Regions from separate parts of the Mus musculus genome. Here region 1 is linked to region 2. Evidence: chromatin contacts called from public HiChIP or PLAC-seq data. All regions are on one chromosome and are shown on one strand. The core of a region is the stretch at or near the end of the contact, and the rest is flanking DNA. Distances in the headings are between cores, read along the strand shown.

Region 1 (5,330 bases), core at 358-2,857, 210 kb after region 2:
CATAAAGCCATTGTAAGAGTTCCCAGCATAGGTCAAGAGCTTGGTGATGGCAGTGACTATTGTGTTATTAGAACCCATCTTATTTCTTATTATCTTATTTCAAATAGAGGATGCGTGTCCATTTGGTGAAATGGGTTGAACTTCAAAAGGTCAATGCCAAGAGCAAGGAGACAGGAGATGGGTGTATAAAGTCAGAACAAGAATTTTCCTGGGCTTTAAAAAGTATAGAATTAAATGATTGTTCTATGAGAGGGGAAGGAGAGGGAGGGACACACACACACACACACACACACACACACACACACACAGTGTGTATTTTTTGTCTCTGATAACTTTGCTAGGGAAATTTTAAGACTTCTTATCTGTGATCTAGTTTTTGAACATGGAAGTTTCACATGGAACACAGACTATTAATACCTAACTCTGTAAAACACATCTCAGGATGGATTTGTGCCCAAACTGCTGAAGTTTTAGAAAATGATTAGAAAATGACCCAGTTCTACATTTTTTGGTTCATATGAAAATGACCTAGTATGTAGATGTGGAAGTGATGCCAGGGAAACAGGATTAAGTGATCCTCCAATCAAAATGAAGATCCAAACTGATCCTTCAATCAAAATGAGGACCCAAACAGATCCTCCAGTCAAAATGAGGATCCACATAAAGGGAAGACAGTCAGCTCAGTGCTGAGTCTATTGTCATAGTTTTGTTTCTTTTCTTTTCTTCTTCTTTTTTTTTTTTAAAGGAGTTAGCACATTTTTTTCTCTTAGCAAATGATAAGCTATTTACAACCAGCTTTTTTCTGAAAAATGAGAACTAACAACCATTTTCAAGCACACAAACACATAAATAAAAACACCAAAGTTCTGGTGAATTATAAAGCATAAGGACTATAGCAATAGGAGAAAAACCAGCTGGTGAACTAATCCAAGTAAAGATGGGAAAATATGACTGTAATTTCTTACCACCTCCTTTCCACCTTTGTTTGAAAAGAAGGAAAATGATACTATTGTTTAGAATGTATTATATAGCATATAATGAAACATCACAGTGACTCATAGACACTTCCAACCGAATCATGCAGGACATATGTCTGAAAATATCATCTTTCAGCAAATATTAAAAAATGCTGACCCAGTGAAGGGTGATTTCCCAGTCTTCATTTTCCATAAAGAAGCCTCTTTAGTGAATCATATTCAGAAACTGTGTGTTTCAGTGTCTCTGTTATGCGTGGACCCTCGATCACGACACTGTCACCAAGGGTTCCTGCTTGCCGGTTACTATTCATGGAATTTCATACATGTGTATCCACTATCCTTAGCATTAGATTTACACACATGGGTATGTGTCTATAGATTCGCTTGAAGTGCCTTTAGTAGTAATTGTCTTGTTTCTCTCCGGGTTTCTCTTTCATTCGTCAACTGTCTCAATACAGATTTAAGAATTGGCTTCACCTCTCCCACCCAGAGAGTAGAATGTGGCAGCAAACCCACCCAAACAGATCAGCCCCGTTCCATACCCACCGAGAAAGGCAGGGTGGTTTCAGTGGACCTATGCAGCTTCCCAGAACCTCTGGGCTCTCTCTTTCTCAGCTATATGTTCTGCTCTGATCTTGGATATTTATCTGGGATTTATAAGTGCCTTTACTTCCTTGCTTCAAGCGAGCCTATCCTATCTTTATATAGTTCCAAAGTCCTTTCATTAAGCACTTTCACCCCATTTGTAAATTTGAGAATGCGTTGTAGTTTGTATTTATGCAGGGAAGTGTGTTCTGACTCACTTATGCTGGGAAGTGACACTTCCAGACACTTCTTGTTCCTTTCTCCAGCCCCTTAGCTTTCTGACCCTCACTAAAGCAGTGCCACACCACGTTCTAGTGCCTTTTAAACCAGACAAGTACAACTGTAAAACACAGACAATGAAGAACAGAAAGAGGAGGAGTAAAAGTGCCTGCACTCTGGACACCTGGACACTGCTACTGAGGATAATTCATCAGGATTCGCAAACTTTCGTGTGCCAGGATTCGTGTTACATACAGATGTACATGGTGTTGTAAAGACTCACCAAATTAAGGTAGATTGTGTAGGTTTTCTATACTACACCCTTTTAACTTACCATTTTATTAATACCTTTACAGGTCAATCAACCCTTATAATTCTCAATACTGTTATGTTATAATTTTGGAGGCAGTCTAACTATTCATGTTCATTTGTGTCTTAGAGGTGCAAACAAGTGTCCTAAGAACAGAGATCCAATGTATATTCTTGCCTTCAAAAGCCCCATGGCTGTCAAGTTTCACATGTGGTGAGATCCATTGAGCAAGTGGGATCAGTGTCAATTCTTTTCACACACACACACACACACACACACACACACACCACTACCACCACCACTACCACCACCACCACCACTACCACCACCACCACCACCACCACCACCACCACATGAATGGTTAGGAAAGAATGGTTTTTGAAAATATTGTTTTTATTTATTCTTTGAGAATTTCATACAATATATGCTCATATAATATATATGGAAAAGAATATTTTATTCTTTTTTTCCTTTCCCAAATCCTCTCAGGTCCCCATCACCTCCCCAACCACCCGACTTCATGTTCTTTCTCTCTCTAAAAATGGATAGCCAACCAACCAACTGTGGAGTCCAAGTAGGTCAACTACTCCTGAACATGTGGCCTGTCCTGGAGTATGGTAGATACCAAGGGCCATTCGGTTGAGGAAAACATATTTCCCTTCTCCTAGCAGCATCAATCGTGACTAGCTTCCTGGCTAGGAGTAGGACTTTTTAAAAGAGTTTGCTTTTAAATTATCTTTGTGTATTAATGGTGGTTTCCTTTCTCTTTTGGATTTGTATTTGTATGTATTTTTTCTAAAGTAGACAACATGATGCTGGAGCATTTGTGATGTTATGGACCTTAGAATGTGACAGTTTGAGTCAATGGTCCTGCTCAAAGGATGGGCATCATTAAAAGAACAAGAAATCAGAATTATTTTAGCAGGACAAAGGACTCAGGGTTGTTGTCTGAGAAGGAACCCTGTGGACACCCTGATTCATTTCAGCTGGGTAGTAAGGGAGTGAAGTGGACAATGAGCAGTGTTCTTTAAGTCTCCTGTCCCCCCTCTCCTGGCCTCGTAGACTTACCTTCAGGTAGAGAGTCTCTTCATAAGGCAGCGGCCAAGTGTAAGAATACCTGTGTAAAATACTGAAGCATTAAGGTGACTGGTGTCAATAAACATTAAGTTTTGACATAAAATGTGTATTTTCTTTCTGTAAAAACACACAGAGAAAACTTATTTATTTATTTATTTATTTTGCTAAACTGTTGCATGGCTCACCATACATAATTCTGGAACAGTCTTTAGGTCAATCAAGGTCCTAGGAATTGTTTTTTCTACGTTAGAGTAGTATCACTAACCAGCTTGGAAAAGTTACCCTGGTGGCAGCGTCCTGTCACTATTGTTAGCACGCGTGAATGCTGCCACATAGCTAATGTCACTAGGAGCAGACAGGACTCACTGGGAGACTATTCCAGCCTTACTTTCGAGAAGTGAGTCACAGGAAGTTCACTTTCTCAGGGGACTACAGTTAGTAAGTGCTGAAGAATAAGGTCTCAGGAGTACTTCCTCCACATATGTGGTTAGTGTTTCATTCCTTACATGGGCTGCTTTCTGACTGGAGTAATTTCTGTGGAAAAGCAAGAAGCTAGCCTGTAAGTGTGCACATACTTTTGGTATTTTGACACAAACCTGTAGTAGCCTGGGAAGAGGGAACCCTCAGCTGGAGAATTACCTCGATCCGATTGGCCTACAGCCATGTCTATGGGCCTTTACTTTACTTTTTTTTTTTTAATTTTCAATTTTAGCTTTATGGGTGTTTTGCATGCATGTGCTTGCACATTATGAGCACGAGTGCTTGCAGGGGTCAGAAGAGGGCATCATATCCCCTAGGGCTGGAGTTACAGATGGTTTTGAGTTGTATTGTGGGTGCTGGGAATTGAACCCATATCCTTCGGAAGAACAGCCAGTGCTCTTAACCTGTGGGGCATTCTTGATTTGCTAATTGATATACAAGGGCTCAACCCACTATGGGCAGCACCATCCCTAGGCAGGTAGGCCTGGGGTGAATGAGAAAGGGAGCCAGGGAGCAAGCCAGAAAGCAATGTTTCTTTATAGTCTCTGCTTTAGTGCTCGCCTACAGGATTCTTCACTGAGTTTCTGCCCTGACTTTACTCAGTAATGGACTGTAACCTAAAAAGCAAATATGTACTTTCCTCTGCTAGTTGGTTTCGGTTAGTGTTTTATTACAGCAATAAAGAGCAAACAGATGGCCATCTCTTAACAAGGTCCATAACTTACTTAGTGAAATAAGGAAACTATAATACAAGTTTCTGTTTCATACATGCATATAATGTGTTTTGATTAACTCTACCCCATTTCCTCCTGCCCATTCCCCTCTCCTACAGCTGTCCCTTCCCAAGTCCTTGAACTCTTTTTCAAACCCCACTGAGCTCACCTAGGGTTGCCAGTACTAATCTACTGGAGCAGGGCAGCCTCTCAGGGGCTGCATACTTGAAGAAGTTAGGTTCTTCCTTTTCTGCAGTCACCAATAACTAAGAACGCCTTAGCCAGGGGTGGAGATTTCCTCCCCTGTCCATCCTGGGATTTTTTAAAAAGCTGGCTTGATCTTACACACATCTGCAGGTAGCCACAGCTGCTGTGAGTTCTGTGCAAAGATCCTGCCACGTGCAGAAACAATGTTTTATTGGTGACTCTGCCACCAGGTGTTGCCCTTTATGCTTAGTCCCCCCTACCACCCAACCCCACTTGTTTTGGATAGTTATACTTCGATTGTTTTCTTTCCTTTTGCACTATCAGGAAAGTTAGCTTGGAATCTTGGAGAGGCATGGAAATGTTTCCTCGCTGAAACCATGCAACTTCAGAGTGTGACAGGTGATTGAGAACTCCATAATAATAATATTTGTCTAATGTGTCTAATGTGTCTCTGTGGGATAAAAATTTTGGCCTTAAAGTATGAGCCTGATGAAGAGTGTGAATTCCAACACTTAAGGATTAGTCATGTGTCTAGCACTGGTATTAAAGAGCAGAGCATATATGCATACTCACTAAATGTTTGCTGAGTTCCAGCTCTGTGGAGGCCAAAGTCCAGACTTTGGTAATTGAACATAGAAGAATGTGCCTGCTACCCTTCTAGGCTGTTTTCTTTAGGTCCTTCTCCTCCCCCTCTTGTCTGTCTGACAGGTTTAACTATGCAGAGGACCTACCTGTCCAGCCTTAGAATCTCATCATCAGAGT
Region 2 (5,500 bases), core at 1,141-3,640:
CAGCAGGTGCCAGAGTGAGGAAAATACCCCAAAGGGCTGATATCAATGTGACTCTGCTGGCTGCTGGACTGTCACCTTTCACTACTGATCACCCAGATAAGGAAGCCACAGGCAAGGCAGCATCAGGGTCCAGAGGTCAGACAGCTCCAGGTCTGTTTCACAGTTTCTGCTTTTATGACCTGCAGGTGTAAGGGCACTAGCTCTGTGAAATGTAGATATAGACTTGTCCTTCCAACAAGCCCTCAAGTCCTTCCTTGGGGCTCTCACCTCCAGCACAGGAAAGCACTCTTAGCTCAGTGTTTGTTGAAGAGTAGCAGCCATCTGCAACAGAAAGACTACTCTCTGAACCCTACCATTCCCTCAGACTCCGAACTGTTTTATTTCTAATATTAAGTCAAGTGGATCTTAAAACGTTGTCTCTAGGTCAGCAATGCAGGTATCACTTGGTAAAAATTCAGAACATATCCAGATTTTCCTTGTAAGACCAAGCTAGTTTCTGAGGCCTTTTGCAATTTTTCTTGTCTGTAAGAAAAACACCTGGCAGGACTGTGGATGTAGCTTGGTGGGTAGAATGCTTGCCTTGTGTGCATGAAATCCTGGGTTCTATCCCCAGCATCATATAAACTGGGTGTGGTAGCATGTGCTTAGAGTCCCATGCTTAGGGAGGTGAAATCAGATTCAGAAGTTCAAGGTTGTTCTCTGCTATTGAGGCCAACCTGGGATATGTGAGGCCCTGTCTTGAAGCTAAACCGAGAAAACAACAGCAACAAAACACTTGTCAATTTGGGGCTGCACAGGCTCATGATACAAGCTCCTTAGGAGTCTGAGGTAGGAGATTGCAACTTCAAGACTTATTTATATTACAGAGCAATTTCAAGATGACTTGGACCACTTAATAAAATGTTGTCTCAAAATTAAAATGACATAAAACTAAAAAGGCCCGGAAATGCTGTGTGGTGCCAGAGCTCAGTGCACGAGAGGGCCTGGATTCAATCCTCAGCACCCATTAAAAAATGAACAAGAGACTTGCCTGTCATTGGTCTGACACCTGACAGCCAAGGAATTCCCCCTGATGTCTCCCTCATTTCCATATCCCCTGTGATTCCACTAAGCCTCATGGGGACCATGGTTCTGAAGGGGGAATGACTTGCCACACAGCTCTCAGGAGTGGGCTTGGAACCCAGGCTTATCTCCTTGTTACCACCGTGTTTTAACTTCTGTAGAAGAATTCTGTGCCTGTCAGGTGACACAAACCATGAATGTTCAGCTGTAAGAACATCCTGTGTCAAGCATCCCTGGCCTTCTCTCAAGAACTCCAAGTTCTCCAGGGAGGTGATGGATAGTAACAACTGTAGCAACTGCAGATTATGTCTCACAGCCCTACTGATATGATAAGCAACACCTCCGGCCATGTACTATTACTATCGAGGGTCTGAGAGGTTAGCTAACCTGAGCACAGTCATAAAGAAATGCTGAAGCTAAGGTTTGCTTTTTGAGACAGAGTCTCACGTAGTCCAGGCTATCTTTGAACTTATTACATAGCTAAGGATTCTCCTACCTCCACCTCCCATGATTACTACCGTGCCTAGTTTATGTGGAGCTGAGGGTGTGTGTGCCAAACCTAGGGCTCTGTGCTTTCTAGGTAGATATTCTACTGTAACCAGGAACTGAGATCCTGATGGTTTGGATGGAAGATCTGTCTGCCTTTCATACTACGCTGAATGCTATTCTCTTTTCCATGCCATAGGAAAATGGGTTAGCTTTGTCTTTCCTCTTTTTTTTTTTCATAAAAGGTTCCTTGTTATTCAAGAGCAATATCGTTGTACACATGGTGATTGATACAGCAGCTGAGCCCTGGGCTGGGCTCCAGAGGACCTGATAGGAACAAAGGAGGTTGTTCTTTCCCACCAATTCTTGGCTGAGTTCCTAAACAAACCTGACCACCATGCATTTAACCAGATGGTTTCAGGGAGTGGTCATCCAAAAAGCCAGTGGTCATTCCTCTGCCTCCACCATGGGCATCCAGCTTTCTGTCCTGGGTGTCCAGCCTTCTGTCCTGGGACTACTCTGCTCAGGCAGATGGAGAACTAGCTCCAGGAACCTGCTCTGATTCTTCAGCAGCCTCCCAGATGGCTGAGCAATAGTCTCAGAGGTTGGGTTGTTGTGAGCTCCCACCATACATCAGTGTACAGTCTATAGGGGTCTCCTGATTCCTGCAGCTCCCAAAAGACCTTTCCAGAGCTTGTCCAGGTCTTGGAGCCCTCTTGATAGGGTCCAAGCTCTGTCAAGACTCTATGAAGGAATTCCCAGAAATCTTACCTTGAGTCCTGGCAAGTCTGTCTCCTTCTTTAGGCCCTGGCAGTTCCTGCAGCTGCTTTAGAAATTTCTCACAAGGGAAGAAATAATAGGTTTCTCTTTCAAGCTCCAAAGTCCTCCTTGAAGTTTCACCGAGAGCCAATGAATATAATGTCAGGCTCCCACCTTGAATTTATCTGCACCTCGGAGTATTTATGACCGTGTCTAGAATAGGATTCTGTGTGAGCATTCCAAAGTCTGCCTCTGAGAAAGTGTAACATGCAGAATGTCAGAGTGTACTGGCTGTTTTTTTGTGTCAACTTGACACAGGCTGGAGTTATCACAGAGAAAGGATCTTCAGTTGGGGAAGTGCCTCCATGAGATCCAGTTGTGGGGCATCTTCTCAATTAGTGATCAACTGGGGAGGTCCCTTGTGGGTGGTGCCATTCCTGGACAAAACATCATGACAAGGAAGCAAGTTGGGGAGGAAAGGGTTTACTCAGCTTACACCTCCAAACCCCTGTTCATCACTAGAGAAAGTCAGGACTGGAACTCAAGCAGGTCAGGAAACAGGAGCTGATGCAGAGGCCATGGAAGGATGTTTCTTACAGGCTTGCTTCCCCTGGCTTGCTCAGCCTGCTTTCTTATAGAACTGTGATTTTAGTTTGAGTATATAGGGTGAAGCTGGGTCACAAGAATGACCTCGTTGTCCTCATTGCCACCCTCATGTTTTGCCTGTGATCAGTATAATAGGAGTAACAGGGTACAGGAGCCACACAGCCTGGACTGTAGCAGAAGAAGACACGAATAAGAATCCAGTTCTATCATTACCAGTTAGGTTTTGTCAATAGGACACAAAATCTAGGGTCACTTGGGAAAGAAGGAGTCTCAGTTGAGGAACTGCTTCCATCAGATTAGTGTGTGGGCGTGTCTGGGGCAGGCATTCCTTATTGCTATTTGATGTAAGAGGACCCAGCCCTCTGTGGGGATTGCTGTTCCTAGGCAGGTGGGCCTGGGCTGTATAAGAAACAGCCCAGCACACCAGAGGAAACTAGTTAGCAGTGCTCCTTTGTGCTCTCATTTTAGTTCCCATACCCTGGTTCCTGCTCTAAGTTCCCTTTGGCTTCCCTTGGTGATGGATTACAACCTTCAAGCTATACAAACCATTCTCCAAGCTGCTTTTGATCAAAATTTTATCTCAGTAAGAAAAAAAAAAGCAAACTAGAACATACTACGAACTGGCAGGTGTACCATGACAAATTACTGGTACCTTGATGAGTCCTGATATTTTTTAAAATTTTCTTGTCTTGAATGAGTTGATAATTCTCTTCTGTATTGTTCAATATGAGATGAATTGGCTATCCTCTCAAGTGTCAGGGAAGGCTTTCCCTCCATGCTATGGACTCCCTTTGTAAACTTTGTAGACTTTATAAACCCTCAAGGTTGGAAAGTGGCCAGGCCCCTGCCTGAGGAGCTCCATCAGCCAGACCCCTCCCCCAAATCACCCTAATTGTCATGACTGTGTATCCAGCCTCTGTAACTGTCACAAAGGTCATCTCCAGCCCCTCAACAGAACCCTCCCTAGATTATGCTAATTTTAGGTGAAGAGTCTGTACAAAAGCCACCAATTCCTGAATAAGAAAGCCCGTTAATCTCTGAACTTCCCACAGAAACCCACCAATCCTTGAGCATGAAAACTCAACACTCCTCAAACAGCGAAACCCACCAATCCCTTAGCTCCCCCAAGTGCAGGACTTGAACTCCCACCAATCTCCAATCTGATAATTTCTGCTCTGAAAAGCTCCACCTCCTTAAAAATCCTGTGTAAGTCCTGCCCTTTGTCCAGTTCCTGGCTCTCCACTCTCCTAGGAGCAGACATGTTCTTCCGCATCCTGGACCCCATCCAATAAATCTCTTTCATGAGATCTGCTGCCTGGTGTCACTCTTTTATCAGAAGAAGCCAAGAAACAATGAAGAGGAGAAGAAGAGAAGAGAAGAGAAGAGAAGAGAAGAGAAGAGAAGAGAAGAGAAGAGAAGAGAAGAGAAGAGAAGAGAAGGAGCGAGGCTCAGGCTGAGGCTCCTGAGCTCCTCAGCTCAGCTGGGGATCCCTCCTCTGGGAGCTGCAATGCCTCTGCTGAGGAGGCGTCCTCTCAGAACTATGTGGTTCCTGGGCTCCCATGTCTGAGGATGCCTTTTGGTTGGGATACCTGCTCTCCTCAAAGCTGTGTGGTTCCTGAGCTTTCGAGTCCCAGGACACCTTCCCATCTGAGCAGGAAGGCCAACAACATAGGCAAAAGTGAATTGAGCAGAAATACCATGGTAGACTGTTACTCACTTGGTTTTCTAGAACACTGAGTTCATTGATCAGGCACTTACTGGAGACTGGTATGGTTCAGATATGATTTCCCCCCAAAAGTTGGTATGCTGGAAGCTTGTCATTTACTGTTATGGTATTGAGACCTTTGAGAGGTATGGCCTGTAGGAAGTGACTGGGTTGTGGTCCTCTTAGTGAAAAGACTCTTTTGGTGTGAGATACTTCCCTCTTTTCCCCTCTTCTCCCCTCCCCTCCCCTCCCCTCCCCTCCCCTCCCCTCCCCTCCCCTCCCCTCCCCTCCCCTCCCCTCCCCTCCCCTCCCCTCCCCTCCCCTCCCCTTCTTTCTCCTTCCCTTTCCTCCTCCTCCTCTCTCCTTCCCTCCCCTATTTCTTCCTTCCTTCCTTCCTTCCTTCCTTCCTTCCTTCCTTCCTTCCTTCCTTCCTTCCTTCCTCCCTCCCTCCCCCTCTTTCTTTCTTTCTTTCTTTCTTTCTTTCTTTCTTTCTTTCTTTCTTTCTTCTCTCTCTCTCTCTCTCTCTCTCTCTCTCTCTCTCTCTCTCTCTCTCTCTCTCTCTCTTCCTTTTTGATCTTAGTCAGACAGTGATAGCTTATTGAACATATGCCCCAAGATTGGTTGACCAGGGCCATGGCTCAGATTCAGGAAATGAACCATGACCCGAGTTAAGATTCTATAAGGGTTTTAAACCCAAAATGCAGAAAATCTGTGCCAAGTTATTTTATCAATCAGGATTTAGGGATGGGGGTTGCCTTAGGAACACATCTTTGTCGTATACATATTCTGCTCCCATTCGTTGGGGTATTCAACTCTGGCAGGGGACTTGCCTTGTGTAATACTCATGTCTTAACTTGTCTTCTAGGATGGGACTTGTCTAAC

What was found. HiChIP or PLAC-seq counts read pairs in DNA pulled down with a chosen protein or histone mark.
Region 1: a contact with region 2 is called in an H3K4me3 HiChIP or PLAC-seq map of intestinal villus epithelium, with 11 read pairs. The contact joins the promoter of Ms4a12 here to the promoter of Ms4a18 in region 2. A contact is called at or near these places in 3 of 39 promoter capture datasets (liver and pre-B cells), 2 of 484 Hi-C or Micro-C datasets (CD8 T cells and bone marrow-derived macrophages), 1 of 115 datasets of contacts at active chromatin or transcription factors (intestinal villus epithelium) and 2 of 9 other capture datasets (adipose tissue and liver).

Annotation. Positions count from the first base shown.
Region 1 is chr19:11,230,846-11,236,175 of GRCm38.p6, forward strand. Ms4a12 (membrane-spanning 4-domains, subfamily A, member 12) reads right to left here and starts at 1,608. Exons shown (of 7, transcript NM_001374133.1): 1 at 1,524-1,608. All of the region lies in intron 1 of 4930526L06Rik (RIKEN cDNA 4930526L06 gene), which reads left to right.
Region 2 is chr19:11,015,573-11,021,072 of GRCm38.p6, forward strand. It overlaps Ms4a18 (membrane-spanning 4-domains, subfamily A, member 18), which reads right to left and starts at 2,391. Exons shown (of 7, transcript NM_001251849.1): 1 at 2,320-2,391.